2 separate regions of the Mus musculus genome follow, and region 1 is linked to region 2. Evidence: chromatin contacts called from public Hi-C data. All regions are on one chromosome and are shown on one strand. Each heading gives the region's core, a stretch centred on a gene start, on an enhancer-like site or on the middle of the called end of the contact. The rest is flanking DNA. Distances are from core to core; before and after follow the strand shown. Region 1 holds the start of 1700030J22Rik (RIKEN cDNA 1700030J22 gene). Region 2 holds the start of Cmtr2 (cap methyltransferase 2).

Region 1 (6,908 bases), core at 1,169-3,668, 6.8 Mb before region 2:
AGTGCACAAGGTGTGTCTGAACTTCCATCCTGTTCAGGTTTCTATTTAGTAGCCATAGACACTAGAACTTTCTGAAACTGGCTTAAACTGTTGTTTACAACTCAAGTGCACTTACTGCCACCGTAGTTTCTGAAAGCTGATATGGCGCACTCTAACGTCAACTATAAAAATGCTGACTGGGAGTTTGGGATTACACATGCACACTGATATGAATGTATAACTGGCTTGGTGTCTCCCAACACTTAGAAGGTGGAGACCAGAAGGTCAGGAGTTCAAGGTCATCTTTTAGCTACAGATCCCATGGCCAGCCTGGGCTCAGATGAGCTCAAATAAAAACAAACTCCACTACCAAACCAAACCCCTCGGTGACACCCCCCACCCTCTCAAGGAAAGTGGGTAGACTGCTCTAGCATATCTCCTCGGACTACAGCATGCAATTCTATACTTATTTGCTTTAGCCTGGCTCTCATGTAGTCCAGGCTGAACTGGAGGGTAGAGAGTCAAGGACCACCTTGACTCCAGAGTTTCCTGCTTTCAACTTCCATGGGCTGGACTAAAGGCATGCACCACCACACCTGGCATACTTTCTTTCTTTGCCATTTTTTCTTTAGTCTTTGTCTATTTTCTTAACATCTTTGAATGTTTTCAAAGAATTAAAACCTCAGAAATATAGTAGGGGGAAGGGGGGGCTGGTGATGGAGAGATGGTTTAGTGGTCAAAAGCTCTGGCTGCCCTTCCAAAAGACCTGGGTTCAGTTCCCAGGATCTGCATGGATGTTTATGAATGCCTCTAACACCAGTTCCAAAGTATCCGATCCCGCTTTTAACCGCCATGGACACCAGGCATGGAAGTAGTGCACCGACACACATTCATCCAGAATGCCAATACACTTAAAAAATAATTAAAGTTAAAAAAAAAAATTGTTCACAAGGTATTAAATCGTAAAACTCCACAAAACAAAGCAACACTTTGGAGGCTGACTATGTTGGGTTTTAGTAGAACCACTAGAGGGCGCCCCACACAGTATCTGGTATGAAAAAGACCAGTGGTATGGAACTGCAGACTCTGCTGCAGCAGACTGGAAAATTTGACCTGCCCCCTTCCCCACCCCCACTTCTGAGCTTTTCTGTGGCTGTTGAAAAGACTTGTCTACCTTCGGTTGTAAAGATCATGGTTGAGTGGCCAGGTCTGGTGGCATGTGCTTGTAATTCCAGCATTCAGAGACAGAAGGAAGCTGTTGGAGGCCAGACTAGACGTCATAGTGAAAGCCTACCTCAAAACACCGAGGAACGGAGACACATCTTGGTGACAGACTCGCTGTCTAGCAGGCGAACCTAGAAAACAATGAAAGAGTGTGTCTTTATGACTGTCCAGTATGAACATGGTGTACATACATATACACAGGCAGAACACTCATACGCATAAATCCAAAAATACATAGAAAATTTTAGAAATATGTGTCATAGCCCATTAGATACGCTGGTATAGCAATATAATTACAATATCTATCATATATGCTTGTTAAAGTATTTCCCTCATATATATGGGGGAAATAACAAATATTCACAGTCTAGAAGAGGACTTTGTTCCAACTTCATGTGTCATATACATCACATCTTTAGAGGCCGTTAATGCTATAAATCTATGCTATCGATTGTATATATGCTATACTGTATATATATTATATAATGCTATAAGTGTAAAAAGTAGTAATTCTTAGCCATTTTTTCCAAAAGCCTTTGACTCAGCCTGCTTTTGGAGACTTGTTTTCTTAATACTTTTTAAACCAGAAAGCAAAGGGACCTTGGAACTAGACATGAGTTGGGCACCAAGGGCAGCATAGTGGAGAAGTGGGCGGCCCCCTCGCGAGAAACTGCTGCTTCTGCCCCACTAAAGTGGGCAGCACCAAAAAGAACAAAACCAGAAATCCTTCCTGTCAGCAGGTGTGGAAGCCCACGCCCTCGATCCCTTCAATGTTGATTTAGGACATCGAGGAAGGAGGGTTGCCATGAGTTCGAGACCGCACCAGGCTACAAAACAAGGAAGACTCGGTCTCAAAATTATGCAACTAGGAATGAGTCGTCCCGCGAAGTTCTGCTCTCGCTTTCAACACGGGATCCCAAGAAGGAAGGGACGATTCTGCCCAAAGGAAGAAGTGGCCAAATCTCCAGACACTGTTTGTGTGGCCTCTGAGGCATTCCTTCTAGAAGGCAAAAGGCTGTTGCAGCGCAACTTGGCCGCCCAACGTCGCCAGTGCCTGCGAAGCTCTCGAAGCGTCTGGCAACGCGGCACCTAGCAACCACGCACAGAGCGACGGGAATGCTCCTTAGCCCCGCCCTCAGAGGGGACTCCGCCCTTGAGCTGGTTTGTTGCGGGGTTACGTCACTTCCGGCATGCCTGCACCTAGGCCCGCCTCCGACGCGGCCGTAACCTAGGGCAACAGCCCGGCTCTTGGGGGCCGCGACTTGCCGCTCCGGACCTTCCTTACCTCGCGGCCCCGTAGGAGCGTCTGAGTGGCTGTGGCCACGTCCTCACCCCGGGGAACACTCCCTAGACACTTCACGGGCGGCAGAGCCGCGGAAGGAAGCAATCTTCAGGGTGGGTAAGCGAGACGAAGATGGGGTACGGTTCTGGGGTAGCCTGGACTGGGCGGGGCCTAGGGAGCCGCTTGGGCCTCAGGGAGGAGCCGTTTGATAGGCGTGGTCTGTGGGGGCGTGGTTGAGGTTTCAATGGAAGGAGCTTGATGCAGCCCTCTTGATCTTCTGAAGGAAGGGTAAACTCTCAGCTTGTAGCGTGTAGGGAGCCTCTTGGAGGGAGGGAAGGAACTTATGCGGCATGAAGGAGTGTGCAGGGACTATTAGTAAAAGGGAGAAACCAGGTGGGAAGGCGTGGGCGCGAGATTCCGTCTGCCGTGAGCCTTGGGAGCCCTCAGAAGGCCATCCTTTCAGGACCCAGCCCTTAGTGAATTCAGAGAGCCGGAAAAAAAGGGGCGGAATGAAACCCCGTCCAAAACAGAAATCTAGAACCTAGGCAAAAATGAAAAAGGGCACGAGTTGGAAATGGTTGACATAGAAATGGCACACGCCCTACCCTGCAAGTGGAATTATTGGCTGTTGTAAGTTGCTATGTGGGTGCCAGGAACGAACGTGGGTCTTTGGCAAGAGTAGCAAGTGCTCTTAACTGCTGAGCCATTTCTCCAGCCCTCAGTCACCTTATTTTTATTTATTTATTTATTTATTTTTTTTTTTTTGAGACATGTTCTCTCGCTGAACCCAGAGTTCACTGATTTGGCTAGCCTGGCTAGCTGGCAAGCTCTAGGAATCCTCCTGTCTCTGCTTCCTGGCGCTGGAATTAAAGGCTTTCATTCATTATAGCAATTGGCTTTTTGTGTGGGTACTGGGGCCCTTAACTCTGTTTTCTCTACCTGTGTGGCAAGCACTGTATGACGGAGCCATCTTCTTTCTCAAGCCCATTCGAGAAGAAATGCATGGGCTTGTAAGCCAGGAAGCCTAACCTGAAAATGGTAAGCTTCAGGCTCACTGAGAAACTGTCTCAAGGGACTAAGGCAGGTGAGGAAGAGAGCAGGGGTACCTGATGTGCACACCATGTGTGTAAAAACACGAGTTTAAGAAAATGGAAAAATATGGGCTGGAAAGATAGCTAAGGAGTTTAAGAGCACTGGCTGCTCTTGCAGAGGGCCCAGGTTCAATACCCAGAACCTACATGGTAGCTCATGACTAACTCGAGTTCAGAGGATCCAATGCTCTTCTCTGGTCTCCTAGCATGCAGGGCTCGCAGCCTGCGGTACACAGACATGCTGGCAAAACATCCATACATATAAAAAAAATTTTTAAATAAGGAAAGAAAGGTAGCAATACAGACCTCCTGCATTCTAACAGAACAGTAAATTGGTATATAATTTGTGAGAAATCACAAGCGAGCCATTTAAGTACTTGGCTTAATCCCAGCACTTAAGAAACAGAGGCAGAGCCGGGCATTGTGGCGCATGCCTTTAATCCCAGCACTTGGGAGGCAGAGGCAGGCAGATTTCTGAGTTCGAGGCCAGCCTGGTCTACAAAGTGAGTTCCAGGACAACCAGGGCTACACAGAGAAACCCTGTCTCAAAAAACAAAACAAAACAAAATAAAAAAACAAAAAAAGAAGCAGAGCCAGAAGGATTGCTCCAAGTTTAAGGCCAGCTCTGTCTCAAAACACATTAGAGCGGCTGGAGAGATGGCTCAGTGGTTAAGAGCACTTGTTTTGCAGAGAACCCAAGGTTTGATTCCCAGCAACTACGTGGTGGCTCTCAGTTGTCTGTTATTCTAATGCTGTCTTCTGGTCTCTGAAGTACAAGGCACACATGGAGTGTACATATGTAGGCAAAACACTCATACACACAACACAGATAAACCTAATACAATTTAATTTGTTTGTATTTCTTAAGTGTTCACCTGTATGTGTGTGTGTGTGTAGCACATATATGCAATGCTGCCAAGGGAGGGAATCAGATTCTCTGGACCTGGAGTTACAGACAGTTGTGAATTGCCATATGGGTGTTGGGAACTGAACCTGGGTCCTCTGCAAGAGCAACAAATGTTCTTAATTGCTGAAGGACCGCTCCAGTCTCCCAAATAATAAACAGACAAACAAATCTTTACAGTATTCTTTTGTTTGTTTGTTTGTTTGAGACAGGGTTTCTCTGTGTAGCCCTGGCTGTCCTGGAACTCACTCTGTAGACCAGGCTGGCCTCGAACTCAGAAATCTGCCTGTGCTGGGATTAAAGGCGTGCGCCACCACGCTCGGCAAAACAAACAAATCTTAAAAAGAAAACCGAACCAAAACAAAAAGATGAAACCACACATCTCTGGCTTTGGTGATTTTATTTTTATTTTGGCAGTGCAGGCAGGGGGAGGGCGATGAGGGAAGATTGAGACAGGCCTTGACTGCCTCCTGCCTCAGCCTCCCACAATGGGGGGACAGACATGCGCTGTCATATCTAACTCTAGTTGATGCTTGTGTTTTGTCAACTGTTAATGTGATTAGATGAAAGGAACAGTAGCAGAAGTTGAAGGTGTGTTTATAGTCGGAAAACTTAAAATTGAAGCCATGAACTAACTGACTCATTCACTGTTAATTCTAAGGCTGGAAAGGAGAGCACCTCTGCTCTTACAGAGGACCCCATCTGGTACCTCATAACTGCCTGTATCTCCAGTTCTCAGAGCAGCAATGTCTCTGGTCTCAATGGGCACGCACAGCCCAGCACTTGCAAACTACCACCCCCCTCGGTACACTCACACTCACGCAATATACTTAAAATAATAAAAAAAGTTATCAGTGCAATTGGGCGTTTATATGTTAGCATACATGTATCACGGGACTGTGCCTAGGCTTGCATGTGGCGGGCACAAGACAGCTTCCTGGAGTTGATTTCCGCTTCCACCTCCTGTTTTTTTCTGTTGTGCTGTGTATTCTAGGCTGGCTGGCTAATGAGCTTCCAGGAGGTTCTACAGCCAGTGCCTTCCATTTCACTGGGAGTGTGGGAGGAGTTACAGACCGAGCTCAGTGTCTGTCTGTCTCTCTCTCAATTAAATCCTGTGGCTTCTGGGGATTGTGCTTGGGTCATCAGGTTTGTACTGTGAGAGCTTTTACCTGCCAAGTCATCTCACTGGCCCTGAATTTTTTTTTTAATTAGGAAAAGGGCAGCCACATTCTCTTGCTGTGGAACATTAGTTTCTGCCTGAGAAACCTGAGTGTTCTCAAGTGGCGTATAATGAATTGCGATGCAGTGATCTGACCACACTTTGACCAGTTTCCCCTCCGTCAAAGGAGCCAGTGCAGGTCCTGGGTAACGTACAATGCTGTTTATAAACAACTCCCGAATTTCCTGTGCTGCAGTGTAATGGAGTGCAGCTGGGCTGTCTTCTTAGACCCTCGTGGGGTCCAGTGTCTGCTGCATCGTGGGGCTCACCCTAAACTACTTTCTTCATCCTTTGCTGGTCCTCACTCTCAGTCTGCACAGACACCTTCAGATTCTTTTCAGGACAGGCACAGCTGGAAAGGGCTCCTGGGATTGTGAACTGTGGCTGGATGGCAGGATCCGTTCCTCTTTGTGATGCAGACGCAGGCATTTTCAGGTTCCCCAGGCTTTGGCTGTGCACTTCCCCTTGCAAGGTCTTGCTCTGTGTTCAGGGCTAGAAGATACTGCTGGTGTGCAGGAACCAGTGTTGCTTCTGTATTGGGAAGAGAGAGCTTTCCAAAAGCAGCACTTCTCCAAGCTTGGTGGATCTTTAGAGTGACCCGGGGCTTAAAAAATACCATTCCTCAGGTCATCGAGGTGGCTCAGCCCCTAAAGGCACTTGTCAAGGCACCAGGTGACCTGAGTTCAATCCCCAGAATGCATGTAAAGGTGGAACATATATAGTCACCCCAAACAATACACATATATCAACGCTTAGCTGTAAGTGGTGGCCCACACCAAAATCCCAGCCACTTGGTGACTAAGATGGGAAGTTGGATCCAGTCTGGCAATTTAGGGAGACTTTGTTGCAAAAGCAACCCATGGTGCACCCATCAGTCAGCAGCCCCACTATAAGCCCTTCCCAGCACTTACTCCAAGTCCAGCAGCCCCACTGTGAGCCCTTCCCAGCGCTTACTCCAAGTCCAGCAGCCCCACTGTGAGCCCTTCCCAGCGCTTACTCCAAGTCCAGCAGCCCCACTGTGAGCCTTTCCCAGGGCTTACTCCGCGTCCAGACCGTGCCAGAGGCGTGAGGATCAGCTGCTAAGTGTAGAACTCAGAGCAGAGTTAGCAGGTTCTGTGACAGTCTCGTCTCACCTCTTTATATGTTACCATAAAGATAAACTTCGATACTGCTTTCCAAGTATTTCCAGGCGAGCCCCACCTGGGGGAT
Region 2 (7,430 bases), core at 891-3,390:
CTTCTGAAACCATGAGCCAGAATAAGCCCTTCTCTTCCTACATTGCTTATTGTAGGGGTTTTGTTAGAGTGAAGTAGAGCTAATAAATAAATGTAGACAAAACAAAACCCCTAACAACAGCATCAACAACAAAACCCTTAACTGCCTAGGAAACTAGAAACATCTATCTTGGCAGAACAGAGGCTAAGGTAAAGAAAGATGGCACTGCTGGAGAGCTCTAAATTCCACCATGTGGAACGCTGAGTGTCATATGTCACCCGATGGTGAGGAGTGCTTAAGTTTTCAGTTCATGCTCTGCAATCATGTCATAGTCAATTCATCCAATAAATGGTTAGACATAAAACGTCAGACATAGAAAAACTGACAACTAAATCCCCATCCTACAGAAAGCAGACATTCAAGGTGAAAATCGTGAGTCAGGCGCGCTCCTTTGTACGCTGAGCAAGATGAACTCAAAGGAAATCTAAACTGAGAAATAAAGGTTAGCTATGACCATAATGACATCATGACATTGGTGCTTCCTGAGTCCTGTCCTCTTAGCAAACCTTCCCATCCCTTTTCATCCTGTATTTTATCCTGTGTTCATCTGGTGTACAGGTTGGTAAGCTCCTTAAAGCAGTGGGTACCTTTTTTAATCATCTTGTTTGTCACAACTACTTACGAGTCCCACGTGAGTAGAGATTTACTGTCACAAACAGCAACATCATTTAACAGTTAGAAACTGTATTTAGAAAAGCTCTTAGGGGGAGGCAAAAGCAGGGCATTTCTGCACGCACAAAAACTCTACGTAAGAGCAAACAGAAAATTTACTACAATGAGCTCATCTGTCTTGATCCACGCTGTGCTTACTGGGAACCGCAGCTACATTTAGACCTCCAATACATTCTATTTTGGGGGGAAAAAAAAAGTCTACTTTTAGTCATTAACTTCACATACTAATTAGTGGCTGTGGTTAAGCTGTGAAATCTTACCGAAATTAAGTGGATAATTGCCTTCACTTGCAAACAACTAAAAGGATTCAAACGCTCCAAGGTTCCTGACTGTACTTGAGCCTTGCTGCCAACTCATTCTTAATATTACCGCCCCCTTATCCATTCCACTCCAGCCACACAAGCCTGCTGTTCACTGAAGACCCAGGCCACACCACGTTGGAACACTTTGCTCAATACTAAGAGGCAAGCTCTACCTGGGCTTTACTCCCCCAAGTATCTATCTAGCTAATCCCCTCAGCTCCTCCTGGTATTTGCTGGAAGGCACTTTACTCTGTGAAGCCTATCCTAACACACTTATTTTGAAATTGCATCTCGGGCTCCCCATGGCCCTTACCTCACTTTCTCCCACGGCATTCATGTTTATCACTTATTTCTTTTCCCCTGTGTTCTGTTTGTGACTTGTCGTTCTCAACTTCCTCAAACCAGAATGTAAGCTCCGCACTTCTGCAGGACAGTTATCTTTTATTTTGCTCACTTACATGCCACCCCAAAAGGTTCCAACAGTGGCTGGTGGGCACTTAAGTACACTAACATTAACTGGATAAATGGACGAATATTACACTTAGCCCAAAAGACAAAGCTCTGAACAGAATAATGCATTTCAATTTCACCCTAGCATTTCAATGTACGACTTAAAAACAAAAAAAATTTCAATTAAATGCATAAAATTTTTTTTCAACTAAATGCATGCCGTTTCCAAAGTGCATGTGAGGCTGATGAGTATCAACTGTATTATTTTGCAGGCTCCAAGTGGAAGACAGGAAGCTTCCTGTCCAAAGCCACAAGGAAATGATTATAAAATTTGTAAGTCCAACACCAAAGCCTTTAAGTTCTCAACAGCTGTCAGGTCTAAGTGAGCATAGGGAGTGTTAGCAATGGTCCCGCCAACTTTTCCTAGGAAATAAAAACACTGGGGCATGTGCAGTGCTCACACTGGGTCCTGGGACAGCCACCTCTCAAACACTCATTTGAGCAGCCCCGCCCCTTGCCCGCAGCGAACCGTCCGGGAACTGTCACTCACCGAGAAGCCGGGTCCGCATTCCTTCAGCCCACGCCCACCAGAGCCCCTCGAGCAGGAGCAGAGTAGCACCGCACACGCGGTCCTCACTCTAACGAGCCACCTGCCACTTCCGCTCCCGGGAACAGCTTCCGGGGGTGGCGTCTCCTCTGCGTACTTGGCAACCGGGTCGCGGACAAAGAGGAGGGAGCGCCTGGAAGACCGCCCGGACCTGCGCACGCGCAACTGGAGCCAGATCCTCCTCCAGACCACGCCCCCACCGGCTGCGAGGCTCTGACAGCCACACTGCACAGGCGCCTTCCGGGAGGCCTATCGTCACGCGCATCGACGTCACTCGGGAGGGTGGCAACTCCTGGAGCTGAGCTCTGGTGCGGAGAAACTTGTCCGTCTCAGCGGGTCGCCATGGCAACGGAACTGGGCTTTGGTACCCGAAGGTTTACCCTGGATAGATAGATGCTAGTTCCTAGGAGAGACTGCATTAAAATTGAAGCTCAATGGATAACTTGAGTGCAAAACCAAATTAAAGAAACGGAAGTATCATCACTTGGTGTGTTTACATATTAATAAACCAAGGAAAAAGAAAACCACCCGGTGTAGTGCCACAAGCCTTTGATCCCAGCTCTCATGAGCCAGAGGGAAACAGATCTCTGAGTTCTAAGTCACTCTGGTCTACATAGAGAGTTCCATGTCAGCCAGGGATACCAGAGGATGGACTCTCAGGCCTGGGACTCTCTAGTTAGGTTAGACTGTCCAGCTAGTCACTGGTATCCACCTGTCTCCACCTCCCCAGCTGTGGGGTAGCCACAGCTGCTGTGCGTTTATAAGTGTAACAGCCATCCTTTTTAGAGGAAAGCGCTTCACAGCACTTCCCTCATCCTCTCGCTCTCCCACTCTTTTCACCCACTCTTCTGCACTCCCCTTCCCTGAGCAGGTGTTATGTAGATGGCCTGTCTATGGCTGAGCTGTCAGTCACTTCTCAGAACTTTGACAGAGATGAGGGAAGAGCACCGTATTCAGAAGGCAGTTTGGCAACTTGACCATTTAGAGAAAAAAAAAAAAATCAGTGGACTCTCCCTTAGAGCCCACGATTTGTTAGTTATGGGTTTGGGCCATAACTAATACAAGGCATGAATTCCTCTTGTGGAGCAGGCAAATACCTACTGAATATTTTAGAAAAGCTCCCTTAAGTTCCTTCCTAGTCTTCCACCCTCAAGAAGCAGCTATCACTGTATTTCCCATCACCCTAATTTAGATGATCTGGTCTAGAATTTCACATAATTCAATCATTACACTTTGACTCTTCTCAGCCTCTCCCTGTTCAATTTATTATTTAAAATGTTTTCATCTGTATTGTCTTGTGTCTTTAAAATTTATATTGCAAGGGGTTTGTCATTCTGTGGGTTGACTTTAATCAGTTCTTCTACTGAAGGCTGACTGTTTAGTTTCTAGACTGGTGATATTACGAATGGACCTGTTTGGGGACTTTCTAATATGTTGTTGTAAGCATATGTTTTCATTATTCTTGTGTGACTTAGATGTGGAGGAACTGAGTCATCCAGCAGGCATAGCGACCAAGAGGAGAGAATAATCGCAGCTGCTGTGTGTGTAACTTCTTAAATCTTCCCCAGAGTTCTGAGTGTGTGTAACTTCTTAAGACTTCCCCAGATTTCTGAAGTGTTCCACCGTTTTGTAGTCCTACCCATAATGCAACTTTTTGGCATTGTCTTTTCATTTTAGCCGTTGGAGAGACTCTGTTGCTTTCTAAATGGGATTCTTTGAGACTTTCATACATATGTACAATATGTTTTGATCACCCTCCTCCTCTTCCAACTCCCCCCTCCCCATTTCATACAATGTTCTTTACTTTCTTTTTTTTGTAGCTCACTGATTCCAATTAGAGCAGATAGTATGTGCATAGGACCATCCACTAGAGCATGGGTGACCTACAAGGTGCCACCTTCCTGATAATAAATATTAGTTTAAAATGTCAATATATGAATGCTGTTCTTTTGTGGAACCCAGGAGTATGTGAGGAATTTGTAATCTGTTAGATGAAATTACCGTGTTTATAAATACTGTCATGAACACTCCAAACAGCAAAGGATGTAGGGAGTCTTCCCTGGGTAAAATGGTCACTACACAAACGGTGACCATAAAACCTTTGCTGAAGAACTGTGGGGCTTTTGCACTGTTAGTTCTCTTAATTACATGACATAAATACACTTACCGTTTCCGTTTTAGGAACAGAATGCAGGCTGAGAACAATCTGACAATTCGCTGAAAGTTATGTCATCACCAGGCAGCAGAGTCAGGGTGTGAACTTGAGTCTGCCTGAATCCAAATTGCTGCCAGCTGTGCCAAGCCATCTCCATCATTCCCATTCAGACTCAGAAAGGTGTATCGGCAGCGGCAATAGTTGTTAAAGGAAGATGAATGGCATGCGTGTTAGAAAAGCAAGAGAGTGGGCTGTTGAAAAGGTTTTAGGAAAGACAAAGTGATCCAGATGTGTGAAGCGGATACATGACGCCTGCCTCTCACTACACTGCCTGCCTCTGACTTACTGCAGCATCTGCCTTTGACTGCACTGCCTGCCTCTGGAGCCCTTGCCCCTAACTGGACTGCCTTGTCTAGCCTCAATAGAAGAGACACGCCTAGTCCTACTGCAGTTTGCTATACCAAGGCTGATTGCTATCCATGGGAGGCCTCCTCTTTTCGGAGGAGAGAGGGAGAAGGGGTGGATGGAGGGAGGGGAGAAGGAGGGACTGAGAGGAGAGAAGGGAGGGGAAGCTTCAATCCAGATGTAAAGTAAATAAATAATTAATTTTTTTTTTTAAAAAGAAAAGTAACACACAAAAGGAAATTAGAGTAAAACTAATAACCAACTTGGCTCCTGTAACGTTGGGTAGAATGTCTACAATGTAATATTCAGTGCAAATAGGATCTTGAAGCTGTTTGCATACTGTTTAGAAACAAATATTACAAAAAAGTTAATTTTAAGCATAAATATAAAAATTGCACACATCGATCATAAGAGCAATTTTTGTCTATTTTATTACCATATCATATAGTTAAACTTCACTCTACATTTTAACATATATTAGGACTAAAACTCAGTATGAACTGTCTTCTTAAAAAATATTTCAGCCAGGTATGGTGGCACACGCCTTTAATCCCAGCACTCGGGAGGCAGAGGCAGAAGGATTTCTGAGTTCGGGGCCAGCCTGGTCTACAAAGTGAGTTCCAGGACAGCCAGGGCTATACAAAGAAACCCTGTCTCGAAAAACCAAAAAGAAAAAAAAAAATTCACAGCAATTCATGCTTGTTCTGACTAAATGGTGTTGAATTACTTACCAAGTAAAGAAAAGTTGAGATGTATTTTGTAGGTTATAAATTTCATTAAAATAATTTTAAATTAACCTTAAAACAAGAGTTTGATATTGTCATTAATAATGTGCTAGCCTAAGATACGTCTTTTAATTAAAATAACTTTGTGGTTCATTCTCCAGCATAGAAAAAAGATAAAAATAAAAAATGAAAAACAATATATATATATTTAGATATATATATATATATATATATAGATATAGATATAGATATAGATATACAGTTACATTGTTATAGATTGAGTTGTGTCTCCTCAAAACAAATTTGCATGTTGAAGCCTTAAAACTCTTGTGACTTCTTTTGGAGACAGGGATTAAGGTTGAATAAGGCCATAAGAGAGGGGTAATAATCTAATAGAACTAGCATTATTTTTATTTTTATTTTATTTTGAGTGAGTGTGTGTGTATGTGTGTGTGTGTGTGTGTGTGTGTGTGTGTGTGTGTAAGGCAAATGACCTAGACCATGCAGAACCAGTGGGAGGAATATTTATCCCTCTAGTGCAGTGGTTCCCAACTTTCCAATGCTACAAGACTTTAAAACCATTCCTTATGTTGTGGGACCCACAACCATAAAATTAGTTCATTGCTACTCTTTTACTGTAATTTTGCTACTGTTGCGAACTGTAATGTAAAGATCTAAGATGCATGATATCTGACATATGACCCTCAGAGGGGTCGGGATCCACAGGTTGAGAAATTCTGCTCTAGCACGATGCTGCAATTCCTCCCCGCCCCCCGCGGTCCCCCCCCCTCCCCCCGGAAGTCTCGCCCTCTGTACAGTTGTTCACTGAGTTGTAATCAGAGAAAATAGTGAGGAGCCAGGATACAGAGGATCATGGGAATTAGATTTCCACACTCGCTCTGCCACAACAGGAAATCCTCAAGAGAAAAAGGAGTAACCATTTTTGTTCTTAAAGATTTAGGGCCAATAGTGAAAGAGTCCAACAAATTTCCCAAAGGAAGTGGTAAATTAAAAGATAGTTAAATAACATGTCAGAAAGCTAAACTAATTCTCCACCCTGTGAATTTGTAAGCGATGGCTTTATTATTATTTATTATTAGGAATCATCAGGGTGCTTTATTTTTAACTGGATTCAATGCCCAACTTGTTAAAGCACTGGCCTTGGGGAGTTGTAGTGTTAAGAGCTCACTTAACACTATGGCCCACTGGGATGAATGACTCCTCTTGGTGAGTGGTGGAGCACACCAGCCCTTGCAGCTGAGTGCCTGCACTGAACTCTCCACAGCCTTGCTTTGTAACCTTGGGCAAGGAAAGACCCACAAGGTGGTGTTAGGATTAGCAAAGGAACACCAAGTGCTTACTTGATATGCGCTAGCTACCTAGAAAATACCTAGAAAATGCTAGGAGGAGGAGGGGGAGGGAGGAGGAGGAGGAAGATTTGGAAGCTAGAGTGTTAAATTCAGACCCCCTTTGCAGAGTTTGCCCTCTGCTGCTTCTCCTTGATGCATTCATGATCATCAGTAGAGCAGGGAAGGGAAGAAAGGTAGGGGAGAAAAGAAGGAGAAGCAAAGGAGCTAGAAGAGAGGAGCGAGATTATTGAGGCCAAATGGTTTCGTACCTGCCACCGAGACTCTGTCTGCTCTATCTGTAGGCTGTCTTCAACAGTTTGGACTGATTTCAGGGGCAGCTGGACAAGCTGTAAGATGCAGAACAAATATATTATCACCTTGAAGGCATTCACCAACTGAGCATTGAGGGAGGAGAGCCACAAATGCAGCCTTGCTTTGTATTATCAGTTAAGGTGATTTGAAAAGCCCAGAAAGTAATTCTGTTCAGTGTGTTTTGGTCCAAATAGAAAAAGACTTGTTACCCAGTCATGAGTGAGGAAGACAGCGACCAAGCTTGAGAGAAGAGTGTCTTGGGGGAAAGTTCAGGGACTGGGGCATAGAAAAGGGGACAAAGGGCATCAGTTGGATCTGTAATGTCTTATTCCTTTTATTAAGCCCCAATAGCAACCAATAGCAAATGTCAATACTTAGAAATTTTGGGTAGTGGATACAGTAGTGTTATATTTT

Evidence for each region. A called contact is a pair of places that touch in the nucleus more often than the background predicts.
Region 1: a Hi-C map of muscle stem cells shows a contact between it and region 2, with 6 times the contacts expected there. The contact joins the promoter of 1700030J22Rik here to the promoter of Cmtr2 in region 2.

Annotation. Positions count from the first base shown.
Region 1 is chr8:116,974,469-116,981,376 of GRCm38.p6, reverse strand. It overlaps 1700030J22Rik (RIKEN cDNA 1700030J22 gene), which reads left to right and starts at 2,418. Exons shown (of 3, transcript NM_027103.3): 1 at 2,418-2,598.
Region 2 is chr8:110,212,670-110,220,099 of GRCm38.p6, reverse strand. Cmtr2 (cap methyltransferase 2) reads right to left here and starts at 2,140. Exons shown (of 2, transcript NM_146215.4): 1 at 2,014-2,140.